2 separate regions of the Zea mays genome follow, and region 2 is linked to region 1. The links are chromatin contacts, called in public Hi-C maps. All regions are on one chromosome and are shown on one strand. The core of a region is the stretch at or near the end of the contact, and the rest is flanking DNA. Distances in the headings are between cores, read along the strand shown. Region 1 holds the start of LOC100283416. Region 2 holds the start of LOC100191205 (MADS box interactor-like).

Region 1 (2,930 bases), core at 294-2,793:
GAGCTTACCCGAGCTGGCTCATTAGAGAAACGAGCTAGAATGCTAGCTTGCTCGCTACAAAATTAAAACGAACCGAATCGAGCGAGTTATCGAGCCACGAGTATTTCGTGGAGCCCTAATTGCGGCCACCACGAAGACGAATGTGGTCGCAATCGCAATGGCGAGGAGGGAAAGAAGAAGTGCAGAAAAGAAACACTGGGTATTCGCATGAGCAGAACTGCAGAAGTGCTCGAATGCAAGCTTACTATCTATCCATGCTCACCGATGCTCTCCACGGCGACGAGGCAGCCGCCGCACGCCGGGGTCCGGCCCGTGGGGCGGCGGTGGAAGCTGCTCATCCTCCCGAGTGATCGCGTGCTCCTCGCTGCCGTGTCCGTGTGAGTGTGAGGACGAGTACAGCCGCCGCGCCGCGGGAGCCGAGGACGCGCGCGTCGAAGCTGCAGCAAGGCGAAGCAGTGCCGTCCGCGGCATGACCTGTAAAAGGCACTGGCGGTTGTGGTGGATCCTGGACGGGCACCTGGGCACGTGCTCCCCTCCCAACTTCCATGGCAGCAAGGCTTGCGATTGGCTCTATAGGGAAGACAACTGCTCCAGATATGGCACGGGCAATGAGTGGCATGCCCATCTTCTTCAGCTGTACAGGAGTACACTCTTCGATTCCGGCACGCAACCGAGCCCCAAAACATGGCCACACAAAAACGCGCAGAAAGACGTCCGCGTCCGCGGCAACCTCTACATCCAGCATTGCAACCTTGAAAACCCAAAAACGTGGTCTATCAGATCTCCTTTCCAGTCCTTTTTTCTGAATTCTAATCAATCTCTCGAAATTTCAATCCGGTACTAGTACACTCTACATGATATTTTTGAAATATTTAAAACTCCGCTACAGACCTAACTTTTTTTTTACTAAATACTAACTTCGTTCTCAAAATTTGTTGTCTATTATTTCATTTTTAAACTAAACCACAATAAATAAAAAAGAACCAAGGGTCATGGTTTAAGATACTGTCGTCAAACACATATTGCTAAAAGTAATGTAAAAAATATTACAATTGTGTAATGATATTTTAAAGCGTGTATTTTAAAAATATTACAATTATGTCATGATATTTGTTGTCTATCAGATCTCCTTTCCGGTCCCTTTTTTTCTGAATTTTAATCAATCCCTCGAAATTTCAATCCGGTACTAGTACACTCTACATAATATTTTTGAAATATTTAAAATTCCACTATAAACCTAACTTTTTCTCGAATATTTGTCGTCTGTTATTTCATTTTTGAACTAAACCGTAACAAATAAAAAAGAACCAAGGGTCATGGTTTAAGATACTGTCGCCAAACACATATTACTAAGAGTAATATAAAAAATATTACAATTGTGTCATGATATTTTAAAGCCGTAGTATTTTAAAACTATAGTTTTGAAATACTTTACTTCAATCACATTGTAAAGTTTATTTATTTTACCGTTAATTCATGTGGACTGAGTGATATTAAGTCAGTTTAAATACATAGCAATACAAAATTCATCCTAATACATTCTAATACACTTTAACCCACCTGAAATTGGAATAAACAAAGTGTATCGAAGCGAACGGGGCCGACTTCTCCGAATCGCATCCCCTCCCCCACTCAAGCAGCCAAACCCTAGATTGGGCAAGATGCTCGGCGGCCTGTACGGCGACCTCCCGCCGCCGTCGTCGGCCGGCGATGAAGACAAGGCCTCCACGGCTTCCGTTTGGTCCAGCGCCACCAAGATGGCGCCTCCCACCCTCCGCAAGCCGTCCACCACCTTCGCCCCACCCCCATCTATTCTCCGGAACCAGCACCTGCGCCCGCCCAAAGCCACCTACATCCCCGCTCCCCCCGTCGTTGCCGCCGAACCCGCCCCGGCCACCTCCTTCCAGCCCGCGTTCGTCGCTGTCCAGTCCACCGTGCTGGAGGAGTACGACCCTGCCAGGCCCAACGACTACGAGGACTACCGGAAGGACAAGCTCCGGCGCGCCAAGGAGGCTGAGCTGAACAAGGAGCTTGAGAGGCGGCGCCGCGAGGAGCAAGATCGGGAGAGGGAACGCGAGCAGCGGGAGAGGGAGGCCCGCGAGCGCGAGGAGAAGGACTACCAATCCAGGGCCTCCTCCCTCAACATATCCGGCGAGGAGGCGTGGAAGAGGAGGGCAGCGATGAGCGGTAGCGGTTCTGCTGCTAGAACCCCATCGTCCCCACCTCACGGTGATGGCTTCGCCATTGGGAGCTCATCTTCTGCTGGGTTGGGTGTGGGTGCCGGCGGACAGATGACTGCTGCCCAGAGGATGATGGCCAAGATGGGATGGAAGGAAGGTCAGGGGCTTGGCAAGCAAGAGCAGGGCATCACCGCGCCACTAGTGGCCAAGAAGACCGATAGGAGGGGAGGAGTTATTGTTGACGAGAGCAGTTCTAGGCCCCCAGAAAAGAAGCCGAGATCTGTCAACTTTGATGGGCAACCAACACGAGTTTTGCTGCTCCGCAACATGGTAAATGCCATTGCTGCATCAATATAGGCCTGTTTGTTAATGCTTACATGTTGTCTTTTGTATGAATCTCTGAGGCTGACTATCGTGATGCATAACAGCATAGATTTAATCAGTCAATGAGTTGCAGATTGTGTACCGGTTTATTCAATTTATCCATCACTCAATTTATTCATACATTCACAACTGTTTGCTTGTAGTGGCACAGGTCACTAGCGTCTAGTGTATGATTAGCATTCCCTTTATCCTTGGCAATAATTGAATGTATCAATGTTGTAAGTTGCTATCTTTGTAGTTCTGAATTTGGTTTAAACAAGCTAGTTAAATTTCCGAACTACAATACTACATACTCCCTCCGTTCATAAATATGACACAATATATGACACCGTTGATTTTTAAAAAAAACTTTGACCACTCGTTCTA
Region 2 (2,758 bases), core at 40-2,539, 260 kb after region 1:
ATGACTCAAAAAATATACAATATAATTTTTTGATTGCTTGGAACCACGAGAATCAAATAGAACGTCATTGAAGGGTTGTGTGATTCCACTATGTTATATGCTTCATTTTTCACTCATCATTGTCTATTGTACTCCTTTGGGTCTGGTGATAATTGAGTACACACTTGAAGCACACTTATTAGAATCATTATTTGTTTTGTCATTTGATCACAAAAACCTCAAAAAGGTTAATTGCACTTACACGCTGGGAAGAAGAGGTGAAGATGGCTAATGGTCATAGCCCAAAGTTATCACGATAGCCCAACACTAGATACCATTTTCCGTATGGACATGGATGAAGAAGGAGGTGGGAGAGGTTGAGGAGGATCAAATCTAATAGGTCTGGCCATGGACGACTCCCCTGAACCGAGGGTGGAGGGGGTTCCTATTGGCACCGTCGGGAGGAAAAGAGATGGTCAGCAACCTCCTTGTATTTGAGAATGGGAAAGATAAAAAGGAAACAAAATGAATCAATACGATGAAAAATATAATTTATGATAGTTAGAGATGGTAATGGATCATGATCCAACTATTTTTTCATAATTTATTTGAGACTTTAACTAATTTTAGTTTAAAAATGAATAGATATAGAGCCCGACCTCAAACTGATCCTTAAATTTTATAGTGTAAAATTTAGAGTCTATTACTATCCTTAATGATATTGATGGTTATTTTTTACCAGACATCATGAGAACATACAGAAGAGCCTCTAGTGTAGCAGCCCTAAGCTCCACTAAAATGGTGAATCGGTCCTCCAGGTCCACTGTCTTTGTAAATTCAAATTTAGTGAAACTAGAGCGTTTAGAGCGAAACGAAGTTGAGGAACTGTTTCAAACACATCCAAGATCCAACCATAGCAGCCACAGGTTTAACGTAGCGCGTGGGTGGAAAAGATGCAACATTTTGGGCTGGTTCGGTTTGTGCGGATGATGGAATGTCCAGGCTAGCCGACTGTGTTCGTTAAACTTTATGTTGCACTTAGTTTGGTATGAGTTTGTTTTGGATTCCATACTATTCGCAGTTTGGCGCTGTTGGCCCATGAAGCCTGCTTCAGAAACCCAGAACGGCCTCCCTCAGTCTGGTTGCTTAGTTGGGCGACGGCCCATCTAAACTTCGTCACAACCAACACCGTAACCTTAAGCCGTGTCCCGTGTGCCCGTGTCAAATATCAGCCTCAACCGACAGGTAGGACCCATGACACGGGGCCCACTTAGTTGCTTATGTGAGCAACCCAACGCTATTATTACGCCACGATAACCCAAACAAACCAATCATCCTCTCCGTGTAGGCCGCGGGATTCCGTGTCCCTCTCCAATCCGGCGTAGCCATCGTCGCCGGATACAGGATCCGGTCCCCGCGATGGAGCCCTCACCAACCTCCTCCTCGCCGGCTGTGGCGCGCCGGTTGTCGCCGGAGGTAAGGAGGGTGCCGAAGCGGGCGCTGGAGGAGTTGTTGGAGCAGGTCCAGCGGGCTGTTGAGATGCTGCGCGATGCCGACGCTGATCTCGCCATCTCTCTCTCGGAGGAGACCGCAGCAGCCTCGCCGGAGGCCGAGGACCGCAAGGACGATGTTGGTGTCGATGGAGATGGCATGGCGACGTCGTCGGTTGCGAGTGACTCCGATTACGAGACGACGCAGGTGAGCAGGAGGCGGCTTGATCCCTCACGAGCTCTTCTGGGGATGTTGAGGGTCCCAGGAACCAGGATTTGGATTTCCTAAGTATAAGTTCCAACAGGCGTAACTGAATTGGTAAATTGCGTAATTCAACTGAATTAGCTACAATTTAAGTTTGGCCACTAAAATCTAACTAAAATCTAAGGGCTCGTTAGCTCTACTCCATGATTCTCTAGCTTCAAAAGCTGATTCTCTAAGTAAATCTATTGACTAAAACCGTTTGACAAATAAGATATAAAGTGATTCCAGAGTGGAGGGAGTAGGTTGAGTAGGGTGGGAAACATGTTTTTTGATTCTCACTTTCTAGTACAAAATAAAGAATAGATTCACTCCACTTCTACCATGGAGTCCTACCATAGATGAGTACAGATTTTTACCGATTGACTCTATAAAAGTGATTCTTGTTGGGAACGGAGCTGTGGAGATCTGCCAAACGCACTCTAAAACTAAAGACTTGCTAAATATCTGGGGACCTGAGGTGTATGCGTAGTTCGAAATTACTTCTAATCACTGTTTCTGTGCCGTGGTGAGACTAAAAAGGTATCTGTCGTCAGTCGTCACTGCCTTGTTGGGAGCTCTTGTCCACCTTTGATTATTTTAGGAGAAAAGGAAACATTATGTGTACTTGCATTACTGCCAGTTTGATGCAGATTTACCATTCAGTTGTGATGTTATTAGCACTCACTTTGTTTCAAATTCTAAGTCTTCTGTTGTTTTTTATAGATATGTATCTAGATATAAATATATGTTTAGACGAATCGCAATAGTAAGGTTTGTAGAGAAAACAGAACAACTTACAATTTAAAATGGAGCGAGTAGTCAGTGCCGGGTCCGGAAATAGTGGCACAGAATCAGATATTTGAACGTTCCTGATTGTTGTAAATAAATCTTTTCAAGATGTTGCAAAAACAGTATGTTGTTAGTTTAGGCGAAGTCATGTCTGCAGACTGCAGAGTATCCCTAATATGTATCTCTAGCTTCCTATCTGGAACGTGGGCTGAACGACCTCATGGTCATGGCCCTTATAGAAACCTTTGGAGTGACA

The links. A called contact is a pair of places that touch in the nucleus more often than the background predicts.
Region 2: a Hi-C map of leaf shows a contact between it and region 1, with 5 times the contacts expected there. The contact joins the promoter of LOC100191205 here to the promoter of LOC100283416 in region 1. A contact is called at or near these places in 3 of 25 Hi-C or Micro-C datasets (endosperm and leaf).

The regions. Positions count from the first base shown.
Region 1 is chr7:132,926,091-132,929,020 of Zm-B73-REFERENCE-NAM-5.0, forward strand. LOC100283416 reads left to right here and starts at 1,544. Exons shown (of 2, transcript NM_001156317.1): 1 at 1,544-2,510. The coding sequence starts at 1,662. LOC100283312 (carbonic anhydrase) reads right to left here and starts at 586. Exons shown (of 8, transcript NM_001412487.1): 1 at 246-586.
Region 2 is chr7:133,183,102-133,185,859 of Zm-B73-REFERENCE-NAM-5.0, forward strand. It overlaps LOC100191205 (MADS box interactor-like), which reads left to right and starts at 1,290. Exons shown (of 6, transcript NM_001136640.1): 1 at 1,290-1,677. The coding sequence starts at 1,399.